2 separate regions of the Mus musculus genome follow, and region 1 is linked to region 2. A link is a contact called in public HiChIP or PLAC-seq data. All regions are on one chromosome and are shown on one strand. The core of a region is the stretch at or near the end of the contact, and the rest is flanking DNA. Distances in the headings are between cores, read along the strand shown.

Region 1 (2,700 bases), core at 175-2,674, 470 kb after region 2:
CTCTCTCTCTCTCTCTCTCTCTCTCTCTCTCTCTCTCTCCCTCTCTCTCTCTCTCTCTCTCTCTCTCTCTCTCTCTCTCTCTCTCTCTCCCTCTCTCTCTCTCTCTCTCTCTTGTGTCTGGGCATGGAATGGAAACCGTTCCTATGGAAGCCAGAAAGGGACATTGGCATTTCTGGAGCTAGACAGTTGTGAGCCACCTACTGTGGGTTCTGGAAAGTCACTGGTGTCCTGTGGAAGAACAGCAAGCATTCTTAACCACTGAGCCATCTCTCCAGCCCTGAGCAAAGGTTTTATGGAGCTATTAATGAAAAGACACAAGAGGAAAAGTCAAATATTCCTCTTCTCAGAAAGAGTGATAAGTATTTATTCAGTGCCTACTATTTGTCAGACATTTAAAATCCCCTGGTCTTGTTCTCTGTGTCCTTGGAGGTTTTGGAGGCACATCTCCCCTTTGGAATTTTAAGTATTGCATGAGCTAGTTAGTTAATGGAGGGATCAAGAGGGCGATGCCAGTTTGAAACAATGTTGTCGCTGGACTCCAGTTACAATGTATTCATCTGGACTGTGACAGCAAGGCAGTCTGAGTATGAGCCACAGTCTTCTGCCTTGGCAGCCACACCCATTCGCAGGGCTGATTGCTAGCAGCCAGCAAAGGCTTCTGATAAAAGGGAAGCTGCTGAGCTATTAGGTTTGCCGAGCTCCCAGGTAGATTTCCACAGGCAGAGGAGAAAGAGCGGTGCCTTGTTTTTGCCGGCGTGGGTGTTAGCAACGCGAGACAGGAACCCAGCATTAATACAGGCACCGGCTCCTCGTAGAGCCAACTCCAAAGGGTCCTGGTGACTTTTTCTCTGCAGTTTGACTCCTCCCTCCCTCCCTGGGAGCCTCTCTGTTCAGTCAAGCTTTTCCATCCTACCCCAGGCTGAATAGAGAGCAGAGGGTGCCAGAGACCGAGGTAGACACTCAACTCCACTTCTACCGAACCAGTCTTCCTTTCGACGTCTGTCTCTTCTCCCTTTGGTTTTTGATCATCTTGTGCTGGATTTTGCTTCTGCCACTCTTCTGTTAATAGGTAGCTGGTGATCTGCGTCATCCTGGAGGGTCATCCATCTCTACGGCCTTCTTCCACATTCTCAGGGGCCTTTCTTAATGATCACCCTTTTAGAATCACATGCCTGCTGCTGCTTCACAAGACACAAGCATTTGCTTTGTGCCCCCTGCATTTGTGTTCCAATCTTAAACTGTCCCCTTGCCTGCCGACTTCCATCCCTTAATATTCTTGAAGACAACCGGTCCCTTCTCATGGAAGTCAGTATCCTCAGACACAGGCCTTCTGAGTTTCTCTCCTGCCACAGGGCCACGGGACTGCTCTGCTTCGCCTGACAGATCAAAGGACATTTTCCCCAGCCTGTTCACTTTCTGCCTGGTGATCATAGAAGTACCCAGAGCACAGCTAGATGGCGCTCACGCCTACACATTTCTGAGGAATGACGTTTTTTTCCTCAGAGGAATTTCTGAGGAAGAAGTTTTTCCATTTGTCTCCCATCTTGAGCTCACAGCTTTGGGAGGAGGGGGACTGGAGCACATGGACTAATTACAAAGAAACTGGAACGTGTGCATTTTCTAATCAAACTGATATCTAATGGGCACGCGAGTCAGATTCAGTTCTAAGTCCTCAACATTGCCCTGCTACACATACCTTGCCCCAGGAGACAGATACAGAAATGGCACTTAGAGACTTGGTAAATTTGCCCAGAGCAGAAGGGTGTCAGAGATGGAAGTCCACAGGCATCTTGCACCAAAACTACCCTTAACAACAAGGGACTGGTTGGAGAATGGAACCAAGAGAAGAAACTGGGAGTGTTGGGAAGGCACGGCTTTCTACACAAAGCATTGTTCTGCCTAAAATTACTCCACAGCCCTAAAGCACCATGTGTATTTTGAATATCCAATCATTTTTTCTAAAAGCCCTAAGTATATAGCTCAGTGGTAGCGCACTGGCCCACTGTGTAAGATCCATGCTCAAACCCCTGCACCATGGAGTTACAGTAGGAATAATAATAGTAATAATAGCTGGGTGTTGGCAGTGAATGCCTTCCATCCCAGCACTCAAGAGTCAAGAGTTCAAAGTCTGCTTGGGCTATGGAGGGAGACAGTATCTCAAAACAACAATAGCGATAATTTTTATGAGACTGAATATATAGGACTCAACTCAACTATGATCAAAGGTGAATCTGGCACACATAGGCCGAACTTTATATATTAAGAGGGGAGAGCTAAGAGCATTTGGCTCTTGCTTCTTCTCCATTCTCTTCTCTGCTCATTTTCAGACTCAAGCTTTGTGGGACACACTGAACTTATAACAGGACCCATGATGTCCCAAGGATGCACTGAACATGTATGTTGCTGAGTCCATTTCTATTCTCCAAAGAGTAGCAACATTTTTTTACTCTGAATGAAGATCCGTGTGGACCATACTTGAAGACCCTGTAAATCTCGAATAAATAAATCTCTAATTCTATCCCTACTGACTCCCCTGAAGGCCTCCTAGCCTTTCCATCACCCCCTCCCTCCCTAAGGCGTGATGTTAGAGAGGGGACCCAGGGGGAAGAGGCAACATCCCTACTCTATCACAGGTGGAACCTCACTTCTCATTGTTGATAGACGCTTGCAGGTTAGGTGACCACTTATAAAGCCCCTCCT
Region 2 (2,700 bases), core at 60-2,559:
CCACACTGCTGTTTCTTTTATTAAAACTATTTTTCCTTTCATAAACCTAGTGACAATAGCAGAAACAATTAACCAGAACACATCCAGAAAGTTGTAGACTATAAATTAAACACTTTTCTGCCATCTCCTCTTTTTTAGACATAAGTTTTAACTTATTGCAGTTACTGGAAGACAATTTTGTTACAATTCATTCTTTGAAGTGTATGATAAAATAGTAGTATGTTTGTCTTATGAAAACTTCTGTTGCTATGAAATTTAATGAGCTTATAAACCGTTAGTAACTCTATAAAATGTCAAATACACACAAATGCCTGTTCTTTTTCTTCTTCTCTTTTAAAGATTTATGTATTCATTTTATGAATGTGAGTACACTGTCACTGTCTTCAGACACACCAGGAAAGGGCATAGAATCCCATTACAGATGAGTGTGAGCCACCATGGCTTGGGGGTAACTGTTAAGAGCACTTGCTCCACAGGCTCCAGGAATGCAGGCAGTGCAGAGACACAACACTCAAGCAAGCAAAACACTCGTACAGGTAAGATGAAAACAACACATTTTCTGGGAATTGAACTAGAACCTCTGGAAGATTAGTCAGTGCTCTTAACAGCTGAGCCATCTCTCCGGGCCTTGTTCATTTGTTCATTCGTTCGTTCTTTCTTTCTTTCCTTCTTCTCCCCCCCCCTCCTCCTCTTCTTCTTCTTCTTCTTCTTCTTCTTCTTTAAAGATTTGTTTATTGTATTTATTGTAGCTGTGTTCAGGCACTCCAAAGAGGACATCAGATCCCATTACAGATGGTTGTGAGCCACCATGTGGTTACTGAGAATTAAACATAGGGCCTCTAGAAGAAAGCAGTCAGTGCTCTTAACCACTGAGCCATCTCACCAGCCCCCTGTTCTTTTTCTTAATTAGCTATCTTGTATCCCTAAGACTAAAACTATTTTGACAAATGGCCACATTTTAAGACTACAAGCTAACAACTGGAACCTGCCACAGATCCTGTCTTAAAGTCTTTCCAGAGACTTGTACAGGAAGACATGGCCCTTTCCACTCACTCCTGGATCTTTATTTACCATAATTACTCAGCTCTTAATGGAATTTTAGAAGTTGCCTTGGTTTGGCAAGTATGAAATGTCAGATTCAGTCTACTAGAAATAAACAGGAAATATTCACCACCAAATAAAATGCAAATACAGCAGCGTTAATTTTTTAAAGGTGCTTGAGTGCTGACTCACAGTACTACTCAACCAAGTGGAAGGCATGTAATTAGGAGGAGGAGGATGTTGACCTATGTATGAATGCACACTGTCATCGTGTGAGTAAACCCAGGGCAATAGTACTTCATGATATGCAGGAATGCTAAGATTACTCACAGGATCTGTATCACCAGTCTTGGTATTCCAACAGAAACACAATAACAACAACAACAGTGATAAACCCAGCAAAGGTTTTAACTTGTCTTCAACAAAGCAAGCTGAGTCATAGTGTGTTACTGGAGGACTAACGATTTCCATCAGTGTGAGCTTGATGAGCTAAGTAAACCAGTGAGACTTCTGGAGTCAACTTTCCTCTTGACTGCTGTTTTCAACAACTCAGCTATGAGAAACATATCCATTAACCTTCATCTCCAAAAAAGTGAAAGAATTACAGAACGGGAGACTGAATCAGATAAAAACTTGGAAAACAGTCTGTCCTTCATCGTTCTCTCAAAATACAGCATTTCTTGCAGCTGAACATTCATCCAGTGACTCCAGCCTCTAGAGCTAGATCTACCAGAGAAGCCAGAATGGAGCATGTTCCTCCAGGTGACACAGACAGCAGCTCTAGGAGAGCAAACGCTTTCTAAGTGTGGACAAGGTCAGGCAGAGAGGAAGCAGCTAAACAATGGGATTAGAGTAGATTGAGCTGGAGTAGCTTGGGCAACAGGCCCATGAGAAAGCCTTTCAGAAAAGGAAGGAAGTATGGATGTAGCCAATGAAGCCACTTAGACTGCTGTGCTCACATGTTCATTGCTGAACTAGTACCTGTGCAGTACTGAATGGAGCTGAGGACTGGGTTGGATGATGCCCTCTGTCGCTGAGATATCAATGTCCCTCTAATGACTTTTTATTTTGAGACAGGGTCTCACTAAGCTGCCCAGGAATTCATTTAGCTGTCCTGAATTCATTTAGTAGCCCAGGCAGGTCTTGAAATTTGCCGTCCCCTTAACTCAGCCTCATGAGTAGCTAGGAACAGCTAGGACACCATCACTAGGCCTCCTTCACTATTTATTAAGAACCTACGTTATACAATGGAGTACTACTCAGCTATTAAAAAGAATGAATTTATGAAATTCCTAGGCAAATGGATGGACCTGGAGGGCATCATCCTGAGCGAGGTAACCCAATCACAAAGGAACTCACACAACATGTACTCACTGATAAGTGGATACTAGCCCAAAACTTAGTATACCCAAGATATAAGATACAATTTGCCAAATGCATGAAACTCTAGAAGAATGAAGACCAAAGTGTGGACACTGTGCCCCTTCTTAGAATTGGGAACAAAACACCCATGGAAGGAGTTACAGAGACAAAGTTTGGAGCTGCGACAAAAGGATGGACCATCTAGAGACTGCCTTATCTAGGGATCCACCCCATAATCAGCTTCCAAACGCTGACACCACTGCATACACTAGCAAGATTTTGCTGAAAGGACCCAGA

Evidence for each region. HiChIP or PLAC-seq counts read pairs in DNA pulled down with a chosen protein or histone mark.
Region 1: a CTCF HiChIP or PLAC-seq map of the NIH/3T3 cell line shows a contact between it and region 2, with 7 read pairs. The contact joins two enhancer-like sites.

The regions. Positions count from the first base shown.
Region 1 is chr5:74,959,912-74,962,611 of GRCm38.p6, forward strand. Gm6116 (predicted gene 6116) reads left to right here. Exons shown (of 5, transcript NR_045866.1): 3 at 2,328-2,395. All of the region lies in intron 1 of Gm52778 (a long non-coding RNA gene), which reads right to left. Among named protein-coding and RNA genes, the nearest start is that of Gm6116, 12 kb to the left of the region's middle. Within about 2 kb of position 1,425, at least 51 of the 459 cell types and tissues checked have an H3K27ac peak or open chromatin away from gene starts, as enhancers often do. A contact at or near this core is called in the NIH/3T3 cell line, where this site is marked.
Region 2 is chr5:74,491,537-74,494,236 of GRCm38.p6, forward strand. All of the region lies in intron 2 of Scfd2 (Sec1 family domain containing 2), which reads right to left. Among named protein-coding and RNA genes, the nearest start is that of Scfd2, 39 kb to the right of the region's middle. Within about 2 kb of position 1,310, at least 42 of the 459 cell types and tissues checked have an H3K27ac peak or open chromatin away from gene starts, as enhancers often do. A contact at or near this core is called in the NIH/3T3 cell line, where this site is marked.